Regions from separate parts of the Sus scrofa genome. Here region 2 is linked to region 1. Evidence: chromatin contacts called from public Hi-C data. All regions are on one chromosome and are shown on one strand. Each heading gives the region's core, a stretch centred on a gene start, on an enhancer-like site or on the middle of the called end of the contact. The rest is flanking DNA. Distances are from core to core; before and after follow the strand shown.

The links. Hi-C and Micro-C count contacts between places; a contact is called where the count stands out from the background.
Region 2: a Hi-C map of liver shows a contact between it and region 1, with 6 times the contacts expected there. The contact joins the promoter of ASB13 here to the promoter of GDI2 in region 1. A contact is called at or near these places in 1 of 5 promoter capture datasets (liver), 1 of 47 Hi-C or Micro-C datasets (liver) and 1 of 2 datasets of contacts at active chromatin or transcription factors (alveolar macrophages).

What each region holds. Positions count from the first base shown.
Region 1 is chr10:65,158,522-65,165,057 of Sscrofa11.1, forward strand. GDI2 (GDP dissociation inhibitor 2) reads left to right here and starts at 2,179. Exons shown (of 11, transcript NM_001001643.1): 1 at 2,179-2,418. The coding sequence starts at 2,374.
Region 2 is chr10:65,271,291-65,278,237 of Sscrofa11.1, forward strand. ASB13 (ankyrin repeat and SOCS box protein 13) reads left to right here and starts at 3,186. Exons shown (of 8, transcript XR_002336428.1): 1 at 3,186-4,342; 2 at 5,500-5,612.

The DNA of each region.
Region 1 (6,536 bases), core at 929-3,428:
TTCTGTCTGTTTAAAAACATCGGTAATATTATAAAAGCAGTCCTGGAGAGATTCCTTGTCCCTTCTGCCATGTGAGGGCACAGTGGTAAGACAGGGGGAACCAGGAAGCCGATCCTCACCAAACACACCTTGACCTTGTACTTCCTAAACTCCAGGGCTGTAAGAAATAAATGTCTACTATGTATGTAACGCCTGACTCCTTGGAGAGCAACAGTAGGATTTTGTTAAGGCATCCCGTTTAGCCAAAGAAAAGTCAGTGACACTGTTATATATAATCTGTTCAGTAGTCTAGTAACTTTGCACTTGATTTTTGTCTATTTATAAAAATTCATTTGGTTGCTAATGTATAACACATCCAGTTGACGTTGAATATAAATTTAAATACCTTTCTTTTCCCTCCCCCCAAAAAAGGGCCATCGTCCAATACGACATGCGTTCTTAAACTTTTTTTTTTTTTTTTTTTGGCCTTGCCTGCGGCATGTGGAGATTCTCGGTCCAGGGATTGAACCTGCACCACAGCAGTAGTGACCTAAGCAGCTGCAGTGACAATACTGGATTCTTAGGCTGCACCACAGGAGAACTTCTCTCAAACTTTATGGGGTAAAGAAACATTGTAAAAATGTTACATTCTTTCCTGAATCAGAATGATTTAAACACAACAGAGTTCTGTCTATAAAGATTCACTTTCAATAGCTCTTATCCAGCTATATTTAAGAGTAAATCTTTTTTTTTTTTCTTTTTTCTTTTTCCTACAGCATGTGGAAGTTCCTGGTAGTGAAGCTAAGCCACAATGACAATGCCAGATCCTTAACACGCTGAGACACCGGTGAACTTCTGAGAGTAAATCTTGAAATACCATCTCTTCTGTCTGCTGAGTATGCAGACCTGTCTGAAAACAGAGGCCTTTAGGTAAATCACTTACCTGAAAGGCCTGCTGTACAGGTCTACTCTGTTTGGTTGTGAACACCAGCCACTGCTTGTATCCTCCCTCACAGCTGGAGATCCCAAAGAGAATCCTAAAAATGGTGGGTTTGTTTGGAGGTGGGCCCAGGCAAGGATGGGTGGGGATAGAGGGTATAGAAGGCAAACAGGAAATTGTTTCTTTTACGCTCATGGGCTAAACCTATTCACATAGTGGTCAGCTAATATTTTTACAGCTGGTTTAAGTTATCTATCTCCTTAGTAGGTGGAGACCTGCTTCCAATGAAGTCTGGCCTTCCCTTTTATGCTAAAGGTTACCTTTTTCTTTTAATTATAGTTGATTTACAATGTTAAGGGTTACTTTTTCTTTTTTGGCTGCACTAGTGGCGTGCAGTTAAGTTCCCTGGCCAGGAATTTAACTGTATCCACAGGATCCTCAACCGCCTAGGCCACAAGAGAACTTCAAGGGTTACTTTGTACAGTCCCCCCCCCCGCCCCCCCGCAAGCCTTCTAAATTTCCTAAGGCCGAACATGGGGCAACGCATCAAGCAAGAATGACACCGGATACGAAGTAAGATAAAGGAGTGATTTCTGAACTCAAAATATGTTGGGTCCTTTTTCCTTCAGGAAAGGGAGACAGGATAGACAAGCTAGACAAGCATCAAAAGACCAGACAAGGCGCGCCGTGGGGGCGTAGGAGCTGAGCCGTCGCAGGCCCAGCCGGGGTCAGGCCACGTGGCGTCAGCTCCGGGTCTGCGGGCGGGCGGGCAGGCGGGAATGCGGGGCCCCAGGCGGCTGCCCGCAGTCCTGGGGCAGCGGGTTCCGGTCCACGTGGCCGCCGCAGGCCCAAAGTCCAAGGGCGGCGGCAGGGCCCGGGGTCCACGGTGTGCCTCGGATCCCCCAGCAAAGCGGGAATAAGGAACTGGACAGCCGCTACCGGGCTGCAAGCACGTTCTCGCCCCAGCCTTGGGGAAGGTGGGGGGGGCAGCGCGCAGCACTGCAGCCCCCGACCACGGTGGCTGGTTGCCCCCCCGGCGGGGGGGGAAAGAACCGGAAGCCACGAGGGGGACCGCCCGCCCTCTTCTCGCGAGACGTGGGACAGGCAGGGGGTTGGTCGGGCGATGGGAACGTAGCCAATGAGCCAGCGGGAAAGGCGTGATCGACGGCCTCCTCTAAGCCCCGCCCCGGCTGCGGAGGCCGCGGTTGCCGCCTGCCTCTCCTTCCCCTCCCCGTCCTCCCTCCCTCCCCCGCCCCGCTCTTCTCTTCCCGTCTGAGGTGGCGGCCGGCTCCGTCCTCGCCAGCTCCGTGTTCCCTGTGCTCCCGCTTCCCTTTCCCCTCGGGCCCGGGCCGGCCTGCGTGCTCCCCTGCCTCCTCAGGGTGGCCGCCTAGCCCCCGACCCTAGCGGGCTGCGCCTTCGGCTTTCTCTGGGCTTCCGTCCGCCCCGGCCCCGCCATGAATGAGGAGTACGACGTGATCGTGCTGGGCACCGGCCTGACGGTGAGGCCCGGCGGGCGGGCGGGGGGCCGGGCCGGGGCCAGGCGGGAGGGGCGGCCGCTCGCCCTGCGCCGCCCCCGCGGGCCGCGCCGGCCTTGCAGGGGCCTCTCCCAGAGTCTCCCGGGGGCCCGGCCTGCGGCCGCACGGGCGAGCGGCGCGTCCGGCGGGGAGGAGACGCCCGGAGGTGGAAGCGGGTCCGGCAGGTGCCTGGCTGGGTCGTGGCGGCCGAGGGAGAGGAGGTGGGGAGTGCGAGTCGGCGGCGCCACGGGAGAGACCAGGCCGGGCCGGGGAGTTGCTGCGCCTCCCGGCTGGGGGGTGGCCTCCGACTCGGGAGCGGAAAAGCCGCCGCGGGGTGGGGGAGGGTGGGGGCCAATCACAGCGGCGTTTCCTACTTGGCTTCAGCCCCTGCTACGAGTCAGCCTTGGGGACAGGTCATTAAGTAATCACTGTTGGCAGGTAGTTACGTTCGGTGAACTTAGACTTTGGAGAAAATCGTCTTCTCATGCTCCTCCCCACTCCCTTCCCTTCGACCACCGTCCCCGCGCCCTTGAGCATCTGTAGCATAGGAAGGGGGTTTTCCCCACAGGTGTCTAATGCTGTCGCCCCTGACGTTGGCCACCTTTCCTTTTGTTTGGTCTGTCTCTGCCTCCGCGGTCTCTTCTGGACCCTTTCCCCTGAGAAGGGATTGGGGTTGGGTTTCTGGAGGCCAAGTTCTCCACTACTCCACGGTGCGCCTCCTACCAGGGTAAATTCCTTTTCCCAGCCATCTGTCTGCGTAGAGAACTTGAGGTAACACCCTGCAGAGAATGCAGGCAGGTGTTCTTCTTTTACAGAAAATGAAGACCGTCCTGCAGAAGAGTTCCATTTAAAGAGCAGGCCATTTCCGTTATCAAACGTTTTTTTGAAATTTGAAGTTTTGACTCTGAGCTGCTTCGTTTTAAGACAGGCACTGATTTTGAGCTTGTGTATCCTGTGTAATCTGATCTCAAAGTCCTGAGTCATTTCACATATACCATGACCAAATTTGTGGAAATGAGTTGTAATCGCTCAAGATCAAATTAATATTTTTTTCAGGTAACACTCCAAAGTAACTTTAGATTTCTTTGGATAAGAGAAAACCTTCGAACTTGCATTTGGCTAGATTTTAAGGAAAAGATTGTTAGAAACCAGAATGGCACTTTTGTGACCTGTCCTTTTTCTATTTATGGTGATTTATGGCGATGGTTGGATAATGCTCATGATGAGCATGCTCGTAATGCATACTTGATTATGTTTGACTAGTCCAGAAAAAGACAAGCGATTGGTTAGGAATCAGTACCAAGAAGGTGAGCTGGCTTACCTAGAAAGCTGTTTAGTGATTCTGAATGCAAGGTATTGGGCTGAATTTCTATTTTGGTAATGAGTTAAAAGACTGTTGGATGCCTAAATGAAAGAAAGGTGTCCCGTCCCCTCCGCCAGAAGTGCTTAATCGGGATTCTGAGCTGAGCTTAGTATTTTGTGGTGGATTTTGCCCATTGAAATGGGCACTGTTGCTGCAAGCGAATTGTAAGAGCCAGTTCCACTGTTTTTCTACAGTTAATGCTGGTCTTTCAGATTTGCTCTCCATTAGGTCAGTTAAGCATGCACAAATGAGTGCAAATCCATCATCCTGCAGGTTTCTACATGCCTAGTTCAGAAGCATCACTTTGTATCAAAGATGGCATGTCTTATTGCATAATAACCAAATTCAAATAATGCACTTTACCAAAAAAAGATACTGCACTTTAAATTTTCACTTGGATTAATTATGACCTTTTTGAAGAATTGTAGATGTGTACTTAACTGGAAATCAGACCAATTTCTGCTGTCGTTTTATAGTGGTGATAAATTTAATCCCTGTGAGCCTTCCTAGATTGTATTTTTGAGGTGTCTTTTGAGAATTATGTCGATTCAGAGCAGTCACACTATCATCATTGATAAGAGTAGTGGCGGTGGGATGATTTTGATGATGTCTTATACCCTTACTTTTAGTGATAACAGGGACTTTGGTTACTTACATGAAGAGACCACCAGAGTAAAAAAGCCTCAAGTTAGAATTATTTTGGAGTGTTTAGAGTAAACGTACCATTTAACTTAATTTTTTTTCTTTTTCTTTTTTTTCTTTGGCTGTACTCCATGCATGGGGAAGGTCCCCGGCCAGGGATCAAACCAGCACCACAGTTACAACCTGTGCCACACCTGTGGCACCCCTGGATCCTTAACTCACTGCACCACACAGGAACTTCCTATTTTGCTTAATTTTTGGTTTCTAAATAGTGCATGTGATATCAGTTACGGGTACTAAATAGTCCATGATCCCATGTGCCAAGTACTTTCAGAGCAATTAATGTGACCCTTTTAAAATAAAGTGTAAGGAGGTGTTGGAATTTCTCTGTGTTGAGTATTTGCCATTGTTTTGTATCAACCGTTAGGTCTAAAATAGGGTCAGATTAGTCCACACGTATTGATAGAAACGCTAGTAAAGAAGACGCAAAGAGATTTGGTATAAACTAGAATAAAAATCTTCATTCTGCCTGGGAGAGGTGGACTATTCCGTATAATTGAGTTTTCTAAGGAGTTGAGGGTTATCCCTCTAAAGAACCCTAACTTTTAGATAAAGGCCTTACTGAATAATATCACAGCTTATTTAACAAACTGCAGAACATAATTAATGCACTTGGTTACTGAAATTTCACCTCAGGGTGGTTAATTACTGAGTTATGCTTTAACATAATGGAGCCATTGGAACCTAGTGCGCTTGCTCCTAAGAACTTTGGCCTCCTTGCTCTAAGTCCTCGACTGCTCTGCTTTGGGAGTCTGCAGTCTGGTCGTTTTCTTCCTCTTTGCTTACTTTGCAGGGAACTGTTGACAGCTCTTGACCACTTAATTTGCTATTTCTGATTGACTTTGGGCTTGGCAAGAAAGTCTTGAGTCTTCTTAAAAACAGTGTGTAAAATAAGGGTGGCTAGGTCCACAGCTGTTTGTGCTTCCGGGGGTGTCGTGGTTTGGTTTTGGTCTACATGGAACCCTCGTAAGGAGTCACGAATAGAAAAGGACACTTGAGTGATACTAGCTGGATTAGTCTCAGCGTTATGAGGTTAAAACATTGTTTGATATCCCAGGCAGACTTTTCCTCCTTCCTCTGTTGAGATTTTGTGATTTCAAAGAGGAGTTTTTGTACTGATTTGAAAATCTCAGGTGTTCCTATGGTGGCTCAGCCGGTTAAGAATCTGACTAGTATCCATGAGGATTTGGGTTAGATCCTAGCCTCGATCAGTGGGTTAAGTAAGGGTCCAGCATTGCCGAAAGCTGCGTGTTAAGTCACAGATGCAGCTCGTGTCTGGCGTTGCTGTGGTGTAGCCTGGCAGCTGCAGCTCCAGTTTGACCCGTAGCCCGAGAACGTCCATGTGCTGCCCAGGTGCGACCCAAAAAAAGAGAAAAAAAAGAAAAAGAAAAAAGGAAAAATCATAAATTGCCTTTTATATTTGCTCCTTGAAAATCCTTGCCATTGCGTTAGGGTTCTGTGGGCAAAGGACTTTGTGTCCTCTGCAGTAACAATGATAGGACCTGTATGTGCACACGTCTTATTTTTTGCGAGGTATAACTACCACGTAGGCGGTTTGTGTTTTACGTCGGCCTTAAGCCTACTGGTCCAGTAGAATAGAAGTCGAATTAGACATATTTCAGCATTTAGGGGTAGTGTGAGACATTTGGTTTGAAAGGCCACGAGGTAAATGTTTGGCTCACGTAAAAGATCGTCTGTAATTACCTTTATCTCTCCCCTCCTGGTACCTGATTAAAGACTTAACTGGAGGAATGGCTCGGTTCCAGTTACCTGTGAGGGTTGTGCGCGATTATGGGCAATTAAAAAGGCGAACGCACCTGCCTGTGAGTGGCTTCGTCGGGGGTGGGGTGGGGGGGTAACTAGAACACCAGTTCATCTGAGAAAGAACTGTGAGGGCAGGAAGAGAGATGCACGTGTGGGAACTCAGCGGAATCGGGAAAACCTTCATGAAGAAGGAGGTACTTAAGCTGCCTTTTAAAAATACTGAAAATAAGGGCAAGGGGAGGGGAGTTAGAGGAAGGTAATGACAAGGTACAGA
Region 2 (6,947 bases), core at 1,936-4,435, 110 kb after region 1:
TTGTGGTTTTTTTTTTTTTTTTGTCTTTTTGCCATTTCTTGGGCCGCTCCTGTGGCATATGGAGGTTCCCAGGCCAGGGGTCGAATCGGAGCTGTAGCTGCCAGCCTACGCCAGAGCCACAGCAACGCGGGATCTGAGCCGCATCTGCAACCTACACCACAGCTCACGGCAACACCAGATCCTTAACCCACTGAGCAAGGCCAGGGATCGAACCCACAACCTCATGGTTCCTAGTCGGATTCGTTAACCACTGCACCACGACAGAAACTCCAGCTCTCGTTTTTATAATGCTTGTGAAATGCATCCTCTGACCGGATGTGCCTTTTCATCAGAACAGTGGTTAATCTGACCAAATCCATTTTCCATTTCCCCTTGATAGGGCTGTGACTTGAAAGCAGAGTAAAAAAGTGACACACAGGTAAATGTAAGTATATAAAATACAAATAAACACAATACACATAATGTTAACATGACTATACCTACATACAAGCGTACAAGAGTTCCATCCTGTCTCAGCGAAAATGAACCCAACTAGTATCCTTGAGGATGTGGGTTCGATCCCTGGCCTTGCTCAATGGGATAAGGATCTAGTGTTGCTGTGAGCTTTGGTGAAGGTTGTAGACATGGCTCGGATCCTGCGTTGCTATGACCGTGGCCGTGGGGTAGGCCAGCTGCTATAGCTCTGATGAGACACCTAGCCTGGGAACTTCTATATGTGGCAGGTGCCACACTACAAAACAAAACAAAAAATGTACATGTGTGCTTGTGTGTAAACTGACATTTGTGTCATTCATACTTCAAGACTGTTGAAAACAGCAACACTAAAAAATCGCAACAGGGCAACAACAGTGAACACGAGGTTTTGCTTGCAGGAAAAAAAAAAAGAGCAACTATTCTTTCTTTGATCACTTTCGTTTGGAAATGTATGACTTTGAAGAAAGTTGCTTAAAATTACTCATGATTCCGTTTTCCTAATTAGAGTCCAAATTCTTCTGCATGGTTTCTCAGGCTTTCTGGGAGCTGACACTGCTCACTTTTCCATTTCATAATAACAGCCGTCTTTGCAACCCCAATCCCAATCCCACCTTCCGTGGCACTCTGTGCTCTAACCACACTGCTTTTTTATGTGGCCAAAAGTCCACATACCTCATCCCTGCCAGACCTGTGCTCTGCCTGATGTCTCGTCTTCTAACGAATGTGTATTCAGGTCTCAGTCTAGGAAGCCTGTCCTGACTCCCCAAGCTGGGTCCATGTTCCTATGTAAATTACCTCCCTTTTTTCCCCGCTCCTCAGAGACAAAAACTTCCGTTTTTTGTGCTATTTTGCTACATGCTTCTAAAAACACGTGGGGTTTTTTGGGTTTGGTTTTTGCCACTCTTGATCTCTCAGTTCGGGGTAGGATCGTCCTAATATGGGTGGTGAGGACTGAGCTCTTTTAGACAATAGCCTGCAGATAGACGTTGGCCTCCTTCCACGTTCCCAATAGAGCAGTATCATCATTTTTATCATGTCCACGGCTAAGCCATAAACACAATATTGTACAGCTTTTTATATTCCTTGGAGTTAATATTTGCCTTCTTTTTCTCTCTCAAAAATATATCCCCCAATTCTCCAACAACACATATGCACACACAGAGCTGTATTCAGAGAGTGAGGAATAGAGGTATGTGCATATAAAAATGGGGGAGAAAAAAAGTTAAATTATCTTTAATAAGAAGAAAACTAAGAATATCTCTGTGTTTGAAGAGTACTCGGTTGCCCAGCTTGTGAAACTTAGCTACGTTACAACCCTCCACCCCCAAATGCTGTAAGAAGAGTGTAAACACAGTGCTATGTGTTTAAAAAAATATAAAGAAAAAAGTTTCTGGGCAAATACAAAGGCATGAGGGATTAAATTTGGCTATAGGAACCAGGCAGCCTTCGTGGGAGAGGTGATCTAAGTTGGTCCCTCAAGGCTGAGTAGGATTCTGCAGGCAGAGGAAGCAGAAGGGCACAGACGCGTGAATGCTCAGCATTGCTGAGGATGGCAAGTCGTTTGTGAGACAGGCCTTTGGCGTATTGAGGACATGATGAGATCTGATCAGATCTGTATTTTAAAAAGATAATTCTGATGACCGATGAATGGTGGCCAAGGTTGGGGGAAGCAGGAGGGAGGCAGGGGCAGAAACCTCTTTAGGTCTTAGGATCACATTTTCCATTCTCGCCTATCCCCCATAGTGCCCAGTGTCAAATATTTCACACAGTGGAGGCTCAATGGGGAATTCCCGTTGTGGCTCAGCGGGTTACAAACTCCACTAGGATCCACGAAGATGCAGGTCCAGACTCTGGCCTTGCTCAGTGGATTAAGGATCTGGCTGTGCAGTGAGCTGTGGCATGGGTCGAAGATGTGGCTCAGATCTTGCATTGCTGTGGCTGGGTGTGGACCAGAAGATACAGCTCTGATTCAACTCCTAGCCTGGGAACTTCCATATGCCGCAGGTGCAGCCCTAAAAAGAAAAAGAAAAAAAAAAAAAAAGAGTGGGGGAAACTCAATAGATAAACATTACTGACTGACAGAAGTTTTTTTGTTATGTTGGAGTGGAGAAAGGAAAGAACAGGAGGAAAAAAGCAAACAGAGGAAAATCTCTCAGAGGAAACTGGACAAGAGGAGAGGAAGGAAACGGGGTTAGAGCTTGTTTTCTAGCTTCCGTTCCACCCACTCTGTGGAAAAACGCCCATTACTGGTCCAAAATTGATGTTTGTTTGTTTCCTCGAAATTTCCCCAATCATGTCCTATCATCAATCATCTCTTGAATTAACTGCTAGTTTTACTTCCTCGCTTGAATGTTAGACATCTTTGGTTTAGGTAGGAGGGCCATCCGGCATACCACCTGGTCCAATCCAGAGAAACATCTACGACAAAATAACTAGGTAATACAAAAAAGCAAATTATAACAACCGCAAAAATTATCTCAGTAGCAGAATACAACCTAGGTGTAATTATCTCTTAGTATTGAAATGAACGAGGACAAGCAAACAGGTAACCTTAAAGCAGTGGCTCTGAAACTCCAGGGAGGGTAAGGATTACTGGCGTCCAGCTGAGGGATAAGGCTGCTCTGGTCCCTCTTAAAGAAAGAACCTGCCATTTAAAAGCAAAGAGTATGGTTAGAGGACATCCCCAACGTCAGCTGATTCAGAGTTTGCTTTGGTTTTTAAGCCAAAGTCCTGCCTTTCTTGGGGTGGCAGCTGACCAATGACTGAACACCATAGGGTTACATGGGGCTTAACCATTTCCTGCCCAATGTGGGATTCCAAGCTTCCTGCTGGGTTGGGTCTGCACTGCAGTCTGGTTGCCCCTTCTGCCTGGTTCTGCTTCCTCTCTTTTTCTTTCACACGTATTACTCCCTGACATGGCTGCAACGAACTTGGGCAAGGTTGTACCTGAACTTCATAAGCTGCTTTGCAGAAGAAAAAAAAAAAAAGCTCCATTATTCAGTCACCCACTGGGACTCAAACACATTTTCCAGTTCTACTGCAAGACTTCAAAAGGTGTTTGTTTTAATGAACATGAACAATTTGGAATGATTTCTCTGGAAAGATGAAAGAAACAGGGAGTATGCCAGCTCCTGTAGAAAGTCTGTCCTTAAAATGAAAGCATGGGGGCACTCTGGAGCTTAGCGCACGCAGCCCAGTCCATGTAAAGGAAGGTAGGGAGTTGCAGCAGCTGGACACTTTTTTGCACATGGACACATGGGCCTATTCTGCAACGGACACTTGGACACGGATATGTTTTGCACACTGGACACACTGCACGTGGACATACAGGCACAATTTGCATGTGCAACACATTTTGCACACAGATGCATGTTTTGCACAAGGGCACTTGCGCACATGGTCACATGTTCTGCACACTGGCACACGGACACCCTGTGTACATGGTCACACGCGCATGTTTTGCATGAGGAAATATTTTGCTCCTGGATGCATGGACGTTTTGCACACAGACACCATCTGCACATGGACACACCTCAGGTTTGCAAAAAGAACATATACTTTGCGCGCGAACGCTTTTGCCCAGCACATTCAGCGATCGCGGAATGGGACGCAGGTGGACGCGGCGCGGCGCTGGCCTGGAGCCCAGGGAGCCGCGCGGGCGGGAAGGAAACTACAAGTCCCAGCGCGCGGCCACCTTGAGCCGACGCGCGGTGGCGCCGATTGGCCCCGCCCAGCGGGCGGCGCGGTCCCGGCCCAAGTCCAGGCTCAGGTCCCGTCGGTGCCGGTGGCCGGGCGGCGGAACCGGGGCGCGCGGGAGCCGGCGGCATGGAGCCCCGCACCGCGGACGGCTGCTTCCTGGGCGACGTGGGTATGTGCGGGGCTCGGGGAGCGTGGGGCCGGCTGTGGGGACCGAAGGGCGCCCCTGGCTGCATTCGCCCGGAGCGGTGACGCGCCCGGCTCTGAGGTGTCGCCAGGGGCGTCCGATTGGGCCTGGGTCGGAGGGCCATGTCCTTAAAAGAGCAGGTCCGGGGACTCGATGCGGCTCAGAAGCGGTTTCCAGCTCTGGTCCCCGGCCGGCGGGCCGGCGCATTGCAGGGCGGGTTATCCTTGTCTGGACTTCAGACCCGCCGGGGCGCCGCGCACCTTGGAGGGGATGCGGGGCTGTGCGTGGTCATTGCCAGGTTCGGATGGGGGCTGTGGGTAGTCATTGTCCAGAACCTAGGATATACCCACGGGGGACCACTCCGCGGGTAGCCCCGGTACGAGCCCAGCGTGGGAGCTGCACCTTCTTCCCAGCCGAAGCGGAGGAGGTCGTACGCGAGGCCATTAGCATCTAACAGAGACACAGGGAGGGCATCTGCCCTCCTCGCGCTTGCGACACATGCGACCTCAGTTCTTCAGAGAGCCTTCTTTACCATTTGGCGACCCAAGAATACAGTGGATTCAAGGGCAAAGGGCCGTTCTTGGAGGAAGCAAACTTTCCTGCCTGCAGCGTAATTCTAGGGCAAACGAAATGCGCAGTGAAAGTACTGTGAAAAACCGGAAAGAAAAAAATCTAAAGTATTTTTACACTGATTAAAAAAAAAAGGTAGTGGGAATAAAAGGGAGAAGCTTAAGGGTACATTTAGCTTAAGAGGGAATTACAGCCCTAGCAAAGCAAGAGTGTTTTAATTGATTTTGCAAAACCCCCACCTTCCACATGATCAAAGGCATTTAATGAACATCTCTCTTTTACGTGGCATTCCACGCCAGGCAGGAGTAGGACTTTGACCCTGTCAGTGTGATCTGGGTTTGGTTAGTTCAATTAAGTACGCAATGAACAGCTCACCATGAAAAACTACTTAAACACACTTTTTTTGTTCATGTACAGCATTCAGTAGCACAGCATCACTTCTGATCTTTTTTTTTTTTTTTTTTTGCATCATTTAAGGGATGTATCTTGAGAAGAAAATGCATTCTGAACTAATGGATGCACAGCTGCTGGGGCCCATGGTTACTTTTGACACTGTCATTGTTTTATTTCAGATATGTCTCCCAAAATTCATCCTGCTGACATTTTTATTCTCAACACGAATGAATAAGCTCAGTGTGTTGAATTCAGGACAGCGCTGCTATCCCAGCAGAAGCGGAGACCCATGGTAGGCACTTTAAGCCATTTTAACAGTCTGGTCTCCAATTCTATATGTGTGGCCTGCTCTAACCAAACCGTGTAGGTTTATTTTTAATGTAACACCTCACCAAAGTAAAGGTTGCAGTCTAATAACATGGGCTTATCCTTACGAGCAAAGAATTTAGGGCAAGCCACATCCTAAAGGGAATCCAGTGTTTGTTACTTAGCAAGAGTAATACACATCAGGATTGACCCAAGGTTAAGTGTGTGTTTGGAAAGCTGAAAAAGTGAGTCCTGTATTCAGCTTCTGCACTCAGGAGCTTCTGCCATGGAAGTAAGAGGCAGGCAGGAGATGAAAGTGTGGTCAGGGATCTGGGCTCCAAGCAAGACCTTGCTGTCTTTAGTCTAAACAGTTCCTTGGCCTCTGTGGTGTTGAGAGAGAGAAGGACAGGCGGTCCCTGTCCTTTGGGGAGGGCCCGGGGGCATATGTCCACGCGGCCTATGGAGGGACCTCGGGGAGAGCCACTGAGCTGCCAGGCTGTGTGCTGGGCACTGGCCACAAGCCCCGTGACAGCTGCAGGACAGTCGTCGTTATTGATAACTTGGAGGTGAAACTGTGCTCGCACACCTGGGAAGTCAGTCGCACAGCTGGGGTCTTAACCCAGGTGGTGTGTTTTTTTGTTTTTGTTTTTTGTTTTTGTCTTTTTGCTATTTCTTGGGCCGCTCCCGCGGCATATGGAGGTTCCCAGGCTAGGGGTCGAATGGGAGCTGTAGCCACAGGCCTACGCCAGAGCCACAGCGACGCGGGATCTGAGCCGCCTCTGCAACCTACACCACAGCTCATGGCAACGCCGAATCGTTAACCCACTAAGCAAGGGCAGGGACCGAACCCACAACCTCATGGTTCCTAGTCGGATTTGCTAACCACTGCGCCACGACGGGAACTCCCAGGTGGTGTGTTTTTATTTTGCATTTTGCTTGTTTCACGTTGAAAGGCCCAGGTCCTTCCTTTCAGATAGGTCCATCTGTAATCAACTTGCAGGGTCACTTGGAACCCTAGGCTGGTCTCGTGTCGTAGGGGGTCCCTCAGGGGACTTAGGAGCACTGTCACCACCCTACATCACCTTTTGTCCTTGCCTCGAGATCCGCAGTCAGGACGGCAGGTTGATCTGCACCCCTGTGCCTGGCAAGTGTGTACAGGTTCATCCTTCTTCTGGGCCTGTGGAATTTGTCTTTAAAAAAATAGAATTGTTTGGGAGCTCCTTGCCGGCTCAGTGGGTTAATGACCTGGCTTGGTCACTGCTGCGCCTCTGGTTATACCTGCAATTCAATCCCTGGCCCAGGAACTTCCACATGCCTCAGG